Regions from separate parts of the Danio rerio genome. Here region 2 is linked to region 1. A link is a contact called in public HiCAR-type data. All regions are on one chromosome and are shown on one strand. The core of a region is the stretch at or near the end of the contact, and the rest is flanking DNA. Distances in the headings are between cores, read along the strand shown.

Region 1 (2,950 bases), core at 168-2,667:
AAAAAAGCCTTGGAAACTAAAATAAAATGTGTGTGATTCATGAACAAATGATTCTTATCAGCTCAAATCAACTAACTTAAATTCTTTTACTAAAAAGAACAATTTGTTGAGGAATCAGACATTGGTAGTTCTTTCATAAAACATGCAAAGCTGGGCATACAGTATGCCTAGTGTTTAACCTGAATTGCAGAAGACAATGTGCAGAGAGTGATAAAGTCTGATCATTAAAGACCATGAGATTCAATTGCTGACCATCTCAGCTGTCCTGCACTGTGTAACTTATGAGCTTTAGTGATATGGATTCTTTTACATGGATCAACATATTACCTTTAGGCTGAAGCTCCTCATCCATAATTCTTTCTTTACTTTCCTGTGGAGAATCCGTCCTGCATTTATTGTTAACTAATAATGAAATGAAATGAAATTAAACTTGATTAATTAAATTAAATTACTTCAATTCTTTGACTCAAAAGAACAATTTATTGAGCAATCAGACAATGGTACTTCTTTCATGAAATGTCCCCAAAGCTAGACATACAGCATATGCTTAGTTTTACACTGAATAATGACTGGATAACTGAGAAGAAGGCACTTTCTTTCTCTTGAAGGAAACTGCCAAACACAATCTCACGGCAATTCATAACTTTTTCTTTTAGTTGCTAATTCGTATGAATTGGTACGATCTCCTTCGTAGAATTTAGTTTGATTTGCTTTTCCCCCAATGGCGTTTGGGTTTAGGGGCGGGGTTGGGTGCCATCCCTCCTTTTTTAAATAGTACTTTTTGTCAACTGAACTCATTCGAATTAGCCAAATGTAAAATAGTTGTTTCCTCGTGAGATCAGACTGAAACTGCAAATTTAAATCAACATACTGTACGAGTAAGTAAATAATGACATTTTTTTTCTTTTGTTTTTGTTGCAAACTCTGGCCCGAGTCCATCCGTTAAAGCTGAAAGTTTCCTCTATTTCCCATGAGCCACTTGAGTGCCCCATGGATCCCTAAACAGCAGGAGTCACGATGTTGAATGGGCATCCAATCTGCTGACTTATGTTTTTACTGTCACTCACATCCAGCCTGAATCAGAGAAGACATCCAGAAAGAAAAGCCCGAAGGATTGGACCAGAGCCATGATATCATGCAAAAAAATGGACGCAGAAGACAAAAATACTTCCTCTCTCTGATCTTCTCTTCCTTTTCCATTTTTACCCTCTGACTTCCTTTCGTTCCCCATTTCCCATCATGCTTCATCTGAGCTCTATTGTTCTCCACCTCACCATCTTGAAATATTTTAAAGATCCCCCCGCAGGTCACCAATGCAGATTTCAGGGCAAACTTGTGCGATTTTCACTCCATAAAGCAGAGCTCTGCCAAATATCTTTCCCTTTCAGGAGGTCCCGACACCAGCTGGAGGAAAAGTGCTGACCTCTGCTGGCCACATTTAGATCAGCAGCCCACAACCCGAGCATGTGCGAGTCTCATCTGTGTTTGTACTACAGGCCTCAGATGGCACTGATGTGTGAACCGTGATCCACCATCAAAAGGGGCACAGCTTTACCAGATGATTCCCCTAAATTACAAGCTGCATCTTGTAACAGCTTCCAAACCAGCACGATTCCATGCCATTTTCCATCGCTTGGTGTGTGAAGCGCTCTTCAGGTGGAGTGGGCAGTGTGCTGTAGGCGGACGAGATGGACGATATCATCTAGCCGCTCGAGTGGATTCGTTCCCCAACGCCTCGGCTCAATCAGCATAATGAAGCCATCGCACGCTTCAGATGCTTTAAGTGAGATGATAGTGCTAGGAATAAATTCATAGCTATTGGTTCGCACAGCTAATGGCTGTGAATATGACTTACAAACCGAGAATGGAGGGGGGATTTTACTCCACATTGTAAATTAGTCCTTCTCCACAATTAATTATTCATGTCGCCCGATTAATTATGAAACAATCTGAAACCCAAAGCCAGTCCGGTAGGTTTGGAGGTTGCCTAGGAACGGGTGACCCATATTAAATGCCACCATTGTTTGGCGGTAACTGGAGAGCCAGGCTTCCCATAGGGCACCGGCCCCTCAGGGTATTGTGGTGGAGAGTAAATAAACAGCGGCTATATCATAACATTTGTTTTGAGGTTGATCACACAGGGTAAACAAGTATGTGTGGTGAATTATTCATCTCTGCTTCGTGGAACCCTCAACACAGGATTGACTAAAGGGGTGTTTGGTCATTAGTGGGGTTGTGGTGTGACACTCATGTCCCCAAAATTTGAGAGAAATTAAAGTAGAAGAAACCGTCATGTTAGCCTATGATACATTAGCACCCCCAAAATGGAAATTTGCTGTTAATTTACCAACCCTCAGGCCATCAAAGATGGTGACTTTTGTTCTTGAGTAGATCATTAAAGAAGATTATGAATTAACACTGTGGTGATGCATACAATTTCAGTAAATGGCTTCTGGCATTTTGAGCTAAAAAAACACACAGTTGCTAGCTGTACACAGCTAAAGGACAGTTTATACTCATGGATCTTGAAAGTAAAATAATTAGATCATGGAGAAAAAAAAATAAATTTTACAACATAATTTCCTAACTCTCTTTTGTTTAAATGTGCATATCTCAATAAACATTTCTAAAATGTTAGAGTTAAAATATGTCATATAAATGCTTTTATTTTTATCTATCTATTATGTTAAATTAATATTTTTCATTCCTCATTTATTTTACAATTTAAATGTGGTTCTACATTTTTATGATTTTGGTTGTTGAACACAAAAAAACAAACAAACATTGACTTCTGTACTAGGAAATTCTGTGGGAAAAAGGTTGAGAAGTGGAGGATGATTAGATGATGGCAGGTTGTTTATTCTTGGGTGAACTATTCCTTTAAAGAACCTAACATACAGTATATAGCACAACTGCTTTCAACATTTCCAATAATAACAATGTTTCTAAA
Region 2 (2,930 bases), core at 99-2,598, 130 kb before region 1:
TCACCAAAGCCCACTGCGCTTTCCCACGCCAAAAATAAACCAAAGGAAGTTCAATTGTGTTCGAGCATGAGAATGCAAAGGTGTCCGAAACAAGAGGACAGTGCATTACAAATTTACAAGTTTTAAACATACATGTTTTAGTAGGAGTAGTGTGCCATGGTTTAATTAAAATCGTGCATAGCTAAAAATATATTGTAATAATGAAAAGAGAAGCTTGGAATTCTGTATAGGTACATTATCAAACTGTCGCCCTCTAGTGGATAAAATCGAATCTTACCTACAGGTAGATCCGAGTAAGGTGAGTGCCAGGCCTCAATAATCAATGAAAATGACCCCTGAGAGAAAAGACACATTTATATTTACTTTAAGAACACAACGAATGATTAAAATACTAGAGAGTGTGTATGCATAAAAATAATTGCATTATAAATTCTTCAAGACGCATGCAGGCAGCAATAATTAAAGTGATTACTGTTGGGATTTGCATCAAAATCGTTAGTCTCATCAATCAACATTACAAACTGTGGCTATCTCTGCATAATGCAACATAAACACAAACACAAAGCGTTCTTTTTAGATTCCCAAACGATTTGCGTTCGAGCTTACCGGCCACCCAAAGTTGAACGGCAGTCGAATTGGTGTGCTGAAAGAGCCACCTCCCATGATTCTAAACGAGTTTGTCCCCAGCACTGGCGTTAAGGCACTTCCAAAGATACAGTCACCTGGAGACACGACCACCTGGTAGTTTTTTAGGCAAACTCGGAAGAAAGTCCTGCAGTCAGGCGTGCACGAATTGCCATTTGCGAGCAAGCCTTTGAAATTTTTGAATTCGTGAAGGTCGAGTTCGAAAACACCAGATCCAAATATCTGAAGGGAAAAATTACATGCATTACAACATTGCACTGCAAACACTGGCTTACCCACAGAAGTGCTCTCGAGACATTCTAGAGGAGCAACGGAGTCCTGCTGACTTTCCACAGGACAGACTATATGGATGTTTACCTGCGTCAAAACGGTCGTGAAAAATGCGATGAGAAAGGTGAGCCAAGCTGCCATGCTTTTCGATTCTCCTGGGCAGCCGTGTCACCCACGATTATATTCCCAGAAAGAGCCTATTCCAGTGCAAAAGGGGTGCAATGAAAACAAATGTAGAAGAGTGAAAAGGTATATCCCGCCGCGCGTCCGCGCCGCACGTCACTTCAGTGTGCTGGATGGAGCACGTCAAATTTCCAGGTTATCCAAAAGGTGAATGGGGAAACTGGCAAATAAATCAGCATCGAGTCTTATTCCTCTTCGTCTCAAGATATCCACTGAGCATGTTTGGTATTCCACAGTGAGCGCACCGATGTGTTTAGTGTCAATGGTTATGTCTTGTTTTGCTTCTAAACTTTGTGCGTCAGCATTGCGCTGTTGGGCATCCTCGCGCTTCTCGTGTAATTCGTGAATGAAGACTTGTTTCTTACGTCCCTCAGTATTTATACTGGCTTTGTGTCCGCGCTGCTCATTATATAAACTCTTGTCTATCGCTAAACGCCGCCCACTTATGCTCAGTCAGCCCCCCTCTCTTGGCAACAATGATATCCACATTTAATACCCACCACTACGCGGATGATGATGACCAATTGAGCGCGAGTGATTATTAACAAGCCCAGCATCTGTTGGCATATTTAAAGCAGGCACGATTAAATACTGACCATTTCACACCATGCAGTGCAGAATACGCGTATCTGAAGAAAAACTAAATCGGATGAAACTTCGCACAACGCACAGCCTATTACTTGTCGTTTGTCCTCGTTCCAGTTAATTGCGCGGATAATTATATTACATCACTGAAAGCGTGCACGGTCAGTGGAGGGTCATGCCTTACCTGATGTTCCGGAGCAGAGCCTCTTCATGTTTCAAGCTGGGACAGCCTGAAAGCGCATTTTAGTATCCCAGAAAACACTATAATCATATTTAAATTTACAACAACTCCTTTTTAATATTCTCAGTTTTGTGCTCAATATTGTATTTTGTAGTTAAACGAAAATAATCAACTCGTTCAAGGTGAATCCCAAATAAGCTCTAATTAACACTATGATAATGAATAATATTTCCCCATTTAATGTGATGTGCTGCACGCGCTGTGCTTTCAGGCTAAATACAGCGTGTCATTATTGTCGAGTCGCGTGCCCCTCGTTAGAAGCGCGTTTCGAGGGCTTTCATGTTGCTTTCATACGGGCCTCTGGCTGAGATGGGGCGAGATAACAATTCAGCTGTATGATAATGAGGGTTTTAGCCATAACCGCCATAAAACTGCGTTTTCTTCTGCTGTGCGCTAAATAAAAAAGATAACAAATGACAGCATATATTATCCAGATTTTACACTTTACCATATTAAAATCATAATGCATCATATATATATATATATATATAATATATATATATATATTTACAGTCATAACATTTATTTGCATATAAAAGACACTTGAAGGAATCGATGTTACAGTGAAATTTTCTAATATATCTATCTGCACAAAAGTTATTATATATTTTTTTTTAATGTTCTTCACACAGAAATCTTGTTTAGTTTAAGAATAGTTCAATGGATCTTTGGAGAACCAAAATAATTATCCTGCTTCACTCATTTTGAAAATATTTAGTTAAAAGTGCAAGCTAATTACTTAAATCGTTAAAAATTATTTCAAAGTATATCTATAACAAATTAAGGATAATTGTATAATTGAGAGTGGTTGGTAGGTTCATTCATAAAGCACCAAAAGTGATTTTGTAGGAGATGAACGAGCATGCTTATTGCAAATTACACCCACACTGAAAGTGCTTCCTGTTTCCTTTCGATATTTTGCCAATGTCCACTGGCGTTTTGATTTTTGATCGGTAGTGTTATTTTACTGTCGTGTCGCTTGAGGATTTTCTATTTACCATCTGCT

What was found. HiCAR-type assays count read pairs that join an accessible place to other places.
Region 2: a contact with region 1 is called in a HiCAR-type map of caudal fin, with 6 times the contacts expected there. The contact joins the promoter of dll4 here to the enhancer-like site in region 1. A contact is called at or near these places in 6 of 18 Hi-C or Micro-C datasets (caudal fin, embryo and hematopoietic stem cells) and 2 of 4 datasets of contacts at active chromatin or transcription factors (caudal fin and embryo).

What each region holds. Positions count from the first base shown.
Region 1 is chr20:30,839,193-30,842,142 of GRCz12tu, reverse strand. No RefSeq gene overlaps it. Among named protein-coding and RNA genes, the nearest start is that of dll4, 130 kb to the left of the region's middle. Within about 2 kb of position 1,417, at least 9 of the 62 cell types and tissues checked have an H3K27ac peak or open chromatin away from gene starts, as enhancers often do.
Region 2 is chr20:30,973,524-30,976,453 of GRCz12tu, reverse strand. dll4 (delta-like 4 (Drosophila)) reads right to left here and starts at 1,348. Exons shown (of 11, transcript NM_001079835.1): 1 at 1,003-1,348; 2 at 607-867; 3 at 278-335. The coding sequence starts at 1,056.